Regions from separate parts of the Mus musculus genome. Here region 2 is linked to region 1. The links are chromatin contacts, called in public promoter capture Hi-C maps. All regions are on one chromosome and are shown on one strand. The core of a region is the stretch at or near the end of the contact, and the rest is flanking DNA. Distances in the headings are between cores, read along the strand shown. Region 1 holds the start of Atp8b4 (ATPase, class I, type 8B, member 4). Region 2 holds the start of Usp8 (ubiquitin specific peptidase 8).

Evidence for each region. Promoter capture Hi-C pulls out the DNA fragments that hold promoters and counts their contacts.
Region 2: a promoter capture Hi-C map of macrophages shows a contact between it and region 1, with 5 read pairs. The contact joins the promoter of Usp8 here to the promoter of Atp8b4 in region 1. A contact is called at or near these places in 2 of 39 promoter capture datasets (macrophages and neutrophils), 2 of 115 datasets of contacts at active chromatin or transcription factors (effector CD8 T cells and memory CD8 T cells) and 2 of 9 other capture datasets (adipose tissue and liver).

Annotation. Positions count from the first base shown.
Region 1 is chr2:126,489,689-126,493,165 of GRCm38.p6, forward strand. It overlaps Atp8b4 (ATPase, class I, type 8B, member 4), which reads right to left and starts at 1,865. Exons shown (of 28, transcript NM_001080944.3): 1 at 1,793-1,865.
Region 2 is chr2:126,706,024-126,709,096 of GRCm38.p6, forward strand. Usp8 (ubiquitin specific peptidase 8) reads left to right here and starts at 1,305. Exons shown (of 19, transcript NM_019729.3): 1 at 1,305-1,464.

The sequences.
Region 1 (3,477 bases), core at 615-3,114:
TTCAGAAAAAAAACATACTTCAAAGTGAAGGCCTCGAAGCAACACTTGCCTCTGACCTCCTTCCTTTCCTCTTTCCTGCTGCTCAAAGAAGTCTCAGAAGTGAGAATTCCTCCTCCTTAGGGATGGTCAGAGAACCCAGAGACCCTTTCCCTCAAATGTAGCCATGAAAGCTAAATTGCTCTCCCTAAACATCCCCACCATAGTGCTGCATAGCACTGTCCAAGAAGAAATTCTCTGACATATTTTTGGATTATAGGTCCTAAGATTCCCCCTATGCCACTGCTTAAAGCGTCCAGTTCCATGCCCCAATGGGGGAAAATGTCACAAATGAGAGCCAAGAAGAATCTGGACAGATAGATTTTGTGGGCATCCTCTACTACATCATCTTTTGTTGGCTCAGACCATTTCTGTCCAATCAAATGGCTATATGGCACCCTCTGCTTCAGTGAAACAGCCCACAAAAATGGATTGTTGACTCAGCATCTGTCTTTGCGTCTTCATCTTGGAATCCAGAATTATTACTGGCTGGTCACCAACAACTCATAGTGTTTTCTCATCCCTGCTAACTTGTCTATTGTCAGTTTTTCTTAGCAGACTATGTTACATCATAGTGAAATTTTTGAACTTCTCAGTGAAGGCTTTATGGCAACCCCTGATAAGCACATATGTGTGCACTGGATTTGGCAAACAATTTTAATCAACTTTTCTAACTTATCACAAACACTAGGAATTGGGAATTGCTAACCAGGCTGCAACTCACCACAACCCAAAATTTTCTACTCACCTATCTATATATATGTTCTTCTCTTAGTTGCTACCCAACACACTAAAATAATACCATTATTATCTTTTTTTTCCTGTGTGTGGCCTAATTTTTTATGAGATAAACCCTATCAAAGATCTAAAGTGAGCCAATGCACAAACAGATTACACACAACATTCACAACCTGTGGAAATGAGCACATGAAGCATTGCAAACAAGTGGCAGAGCAAGCAGGCGTATGGAATCGGCGGCATTCTGTTGGTTAGAAACAGAAATGATGTATCTGCTTCCTGCCCAGAGAAGTTACATGCAGAACATATGGAGTGTACTGAAAGAAGTACCGTGTGGTCAGCCGCACGGACACCAAATAAGGGGAAGAATAGTACGTTTGGCTTAGCAGTTACAAAAAAAAAAGATGTTTAAAGGGAAGTGCATCAATCCCCAAGGTTCTAATACCGATCTCTTGGTGTCCAAAATGCCAGAAACCATCCATTTGTCTCCCTGTTACCTCCCGGGGGGGGGGGGTGCCTGACAAAAAAAGAGGTGCTGAGAGTAGGAATCTAGGCGTTCCTAGTGCCCAGATTAATAAAACTGATGAGTCTAAGCACAAAGATTGGTCATTGTTGCCATGTGCTACTAGAATCAGGAGTAATTATAACACATTAGAAACCCCCCTGTTCCCTCCTGTACACCTTCCATGCTATCAGTTCCAAGACTGCCCAGACCATCTCTCCAAAGCCTCCTCTCTGCCCGCATCCCTGCCTAGGCGGTGGGTATCATCTAGGACCTTACAGCTGACCACACACCATTCTTCCTCTGTGCTTATGCTCATAGGCCTGTCTTGGTCCAGACCTGGGAAGCTATAGACCAGTGTCCACATCAAAACTACAGACATCCTCGTTAAAGTGGAATGGCATCAGGTCATAACCCTGCTAAGAAACCCAGAAGTCCTCACATCAGCCTCAGGAAAGAAAGATTTAACACATCAGCTAAGACCTCTACCATCTTGTTTCTGCTCATGGGTCTTACCTGGTTTCTCCCTCCTTCCCTCACTTTCCACAATCCTCTGTTCACTCCTCGTGTCTGCACTTCAGAAATGCTCAGCTTAACTCTTTTCCATCTGGGGACCTTCATGAGTCATCTTCCCTATAAGTATAGCCATGTAACCACGGCCCCACCCTCTTCAACTCACATATTAACTCATATGGCACTTCCTCCACAAGCCACTTCCTATGTGTCCCACAAACCCTGGTACTGTTCCTCTCGGAGTCGATGGCACTCTAGACTGTATTTGTGGACTACATTGGCCTTCTCATTACTTCCCAAGCTTCAGTGGCATGGGAACCTCCTCATCTGGCCCATGGTTTTGTTCCTGATATCTGACACATGCCTGGCTCACAGTGCTATTCTGTGTGTTTATTGAACATGAATGAACGAAGCTTTCTATTTCCCTAAGAAATGGAGCATGGACCTACACATGCTGAAGGGCCCTCCCCTTTTAGCAATTATTCTTTCTAGGGCTCAAGCACCAGAGTGGCTTTGATCTATCATCTGTTTGAGGCTCCTGAGGGTTGGGAGTATTTCATTTCTCTTGCCCGCCCCTGTCCCTTCATATATGGCTATCTCCTAAACACCCTGAAAGCAGATTAGGACCAAGCAGGATAAGTGCACATTTGATGTCATAGCAAGTTGAAGAGCATGGGAAAGAAGGGAAGAGTAGCCAGAACTTAGAGGAGAACCTCGGGCCCTCCAGCTAAAAGGAGATTGTCAGGAGGAGTGTTCTTGTCAGTTAAATTTGTTCTTTGACAATTATAAGCACATAAGTAGTGCATTTGGTCACCACAGCCTTCCCTATCTCCTGCTCACTCCTACCATGCTCCCCTCCTGAATCCCACAGTCATGCCTCTTTTTGTTTGGAGACTCTCTGATTTTAGCCAGGAGCACTTGTGTAGCCATGGGTTTGGAACTATCTGTTTCAGCCTGGTGGTCTCACTGATGGGTACACAGCTAAAGTCAACGACTATCTCTACCCCAGAAGCAATCAAAGAATGCTTTTAGAATACAAAGAAATTTCTTTATGTTAGTCTTTCCTCTGAAAAAATACATAGGCAAATCAGTCCTCACCCACAGGACTTTTTTTCTGGTTTATTTGTTTGTTTGTTTGTCTGTCTGTCTGTTTTGATACAGGATCTGAAGGTCTGTCACTTGCCATATATCCTAGACTAGCCTCAAACTCACAGCAATCCCCCTGCCTCAGCTTCCTGGTTGCTAGGATTACAGATATTTCCACCACATACAGCCTTTTCATAATTACTTCTTTGTTTCATGAGGCAGGTACCAAAAGGAGCCAGAGCAGACGTTGGATGGCGTCAGGAGGGAGAACACAGAACGTGAGGATGACATCTGGTGCCCCATCTGGCCAGAAGAAAACGACTAATCAAGGTGTCTAAGCCAACTTGTTAAGACAAGAGAATTGTCCCTGGGGACTAATCTGACAGGTTCTGTTTTACTGGTTCATTAGATGCTGAGAGAGTGGTGCTAACTGATAACCATTGTTAAGGATGGAGCTAAAAGCATCTGTGGACTGCAGAGCACGTGGACCACATGCATGTGGACAGCTTTCCTCTTCTCTTATTTTACATCTTCCTGAAAGTTCTTCTCACTTGCAAGATTGCCCATAGATGAGGCTTAAAGGAACGCACTTTCTTCATTCC
Region 2 (3,073 bases), core at 55-2,554, 220 kb after region 1:
GACTTCACGCATCTTGTTGGGCTCAGAGAAAATTTTCACTGATACACTCCAATGATGTCTCTCTTCCTTTCAGTCCTACCTCCTTCCAATTGTCAGAGCACCCCAAAATGTTCTCCATGTGTTTTATACTTATTCTCACATTCAGCTCTAAGTTTTTCTTTCCTTACTCAATTCCACAAAGCTGAGCAGAGAAAAAACATTTTCCTAAAATAATCCATCCTCAAAAAAACAATTTCTTCCTTAATTATGAGGGGGAAAAAAAAAACATTTGAGGCTTTTATCCAGTAGTTCCCAGCATTGCACGGTATCAAATCACACCAGTCTTTACTTGTCTAGGGAGAACAAATAGTATATAATTTAGTGTTGATTTTTTAAAGGAGAAATGCAAGATTTTGTTTGTTTGGTTGGTTTGGTTTTTCGAGACAGGGTTTCTCTGTGTAGCCCTGGCTGTCCTGGAACTCACTCTGTAGACCAGGCTGGCCTCGAACTCAGAAATCCGTCTGTCTCTGCCTCCCAAGTGCTGGGACTAAAGGCGTGTGCCACCACCGCCCAGCACAAGAATACCTTTGCATGTAGCTAATTGTAATGGAAACGAAACTAAGGTTTATTTTAAAGGTTGGTAGACTGGATGCTTACTACTCTTTAACGTTTAATGGCAGCCTATCTGCTAAGTATTTTCATTTTATATACTTAGTAGAGCTGTGCTTTTAGATTTGACATGCATTAAAAAGTTGGACTGTCCCAACGGATTTAGTGACCAGGGAAAACAACTCCACTCTTAAGCAATTTTTATGTCCACGAGTAGCCCATCTTTTCTCCACAAGACAACTCTCCAAAGAGTTCAAACCCCAGCTTTGTAAGACTGGTCCTTTTGGAAATGTTGACGGTGTTTGTGCAATGTGTTTTCCAAACACGTCTGTTCTTTAACCAGAGGCTTGGCTTTGGAGAATGTTTATTCCCAAGTTTTAGAAGGTATCAATCCTCTCCCCGTATTTTCCCCCTAATGTCCGATCTGACGGGAAAAATGCACTATTGAGAGGCGCCAAAATATCCTCGATTCCTCCGTGGACAGCTCCAAGTCACAATGTGACACAATCTGAACTGACTTCCACCCGGAAAAGAGACGCGCGAGGACACCGGAAGCGCAGCACGCGCGCTTCCGTCCCGCACCAGCTCAAACTGTCCTTCCGACGCATGCTCAGGCCGGTTCGGCGCTCACCCTTCCGGAGAGGGCCGCCCTGATGTCCCTCCCTACGGGACAGAAAGGCGGAGTTACAGGGTTCACTGGAAGCTCCGCCCTCGCCGTGACGTTTCGAGACGCGACCCGTCGCCACGCAATGCGAATCGGGAAGAGGGGATGAGCTGCGCTGCCGTGCGTCTGAGAGCGAAGGCTCGTTCTCCTTCTGGTGGTGGGCGATGGGCGTCAGGCGAGGAGGCCGGTGTTAGCGGAGCGCGGGCGCTGCGGTGAGTGCGGCCTGGCTCCGGCCCCGGTTCCTGGGGAAGGCGTCCTCCAGCTGCTGGTCATCCGGGAGACGAGCCCTGTCCGCGGAGGGGTGGGACAACCCCAGACAACTGGCTGGTCCAGGGAGGGCCCGACTCTTGGTCGCTCCCGTCCCCCTCCTACGGTGCCCAGCGAGTTTGATGTAGTTTGCCGGTCTCAGAGGGTGGCCTTGACCAGTTCTCCTTTCTGTTGGACACTAGACCCAACTTTGGACTCCTTCCTTTTGCTTCCTTTTTTCTCATTTTGTGCTACCTACAACCCCAGGCCTTAATACGACCATTTGTCATGTTTTCCCTATTCCCCTTTACCCGGGTCACGCATGTTTTCAGTGAAGTACAAAAATTGAGTTAAGTAAACTCACCACACTTAAAACTTCTTCAAAGAGGGCATTTTCTTTTCTTAAAAATGTTTCTTCGTTTGTAGACTTGTGGCACTGACAAGTTCCCTTCACATCTGATGTACCGAGAGAGTTGTCAACCCCAAATCACAATGATATTCCTTTACCCACAAAGCTGCAGACCCTGTTCCTATGTTTTGTTCTTGCTTTCTGCCTATGACCTTGAGTCAGTCATTCAAGAAATATTTACGTGACTCACAGAGGTGTTGCAGAATCTAAGGAGTTTCATATTTATTAAAAAGCTCTAGGGTTTCGGATCAAAACGATGCCTAGCTAAAGGGTGTAATTCTTGGTTGTTCCCCGCCACCACCCACAAGGTCTTACTATGTAAACAGGACTTGTCTCAAACTCACTGAAACCTTCCTCCCTTGGCTCCAGAGATGGATAAAACTGCATCAAGCACCACTCCTGGCAAGGGTATTCTTTTTAAATCTTAGAGTATTCTTAGTTGTGTATATTATCCTACTTCATTAAAAATTCCATGTGTTATTTTTTGGTTTTGGTGGCTTTATTCTCTTTCTTTTTTTCTTACTTTCTTTCTTTTTTTTCTCGAGACAGTTTGTCTGTGCAGCCATAGCTATTATGGAACTCACTCTAAACCACGATTGCCCTTGATCTCAAAGTTCTGCCTGCCTTTGCCTCCCGAGTGCTGCCCACCACTGCCAGGCTCGGTGTATTGTTGGTGGTGGTAGTTTTTGGTTTTTGTTTCTGTTTTAAAGATATCTGCTTTTTTTTTAGTATTTCACTCTTTCTGTTTAAGACTCCCTGGTGAAAGTCAATCATGTTGGATTTAGGTAGTTTCTCATCTATAGAGCACTGGCCTAATTAAGGTGCTGTTGGCTGTATGTATGCTTATTTAAGAATATGAATTAGTATATAACTTAATTATGCCACTGTATCACTGTTGATCCTAAAATGTATATTCCTGCTCTTTTGCCCAGATATTGGGCATTGCACGGATCTTGCAGTAGTAATGTAAGCCTGTGAGGAATGAATAATGAATAGCTTGTGACTTGTAGTTTTTGAGATAACAATGGATAAGATAAACTAACAAAAATATTTAAGGTTTTCTTTTTATTCTTTAACTTGTTGATTTATTTACTTGAGCCTTATTAATCATCCTGATCTTTTGTTGATAAGAATGGAACCGAATCCAGATGGCTTTGTAAACCAGT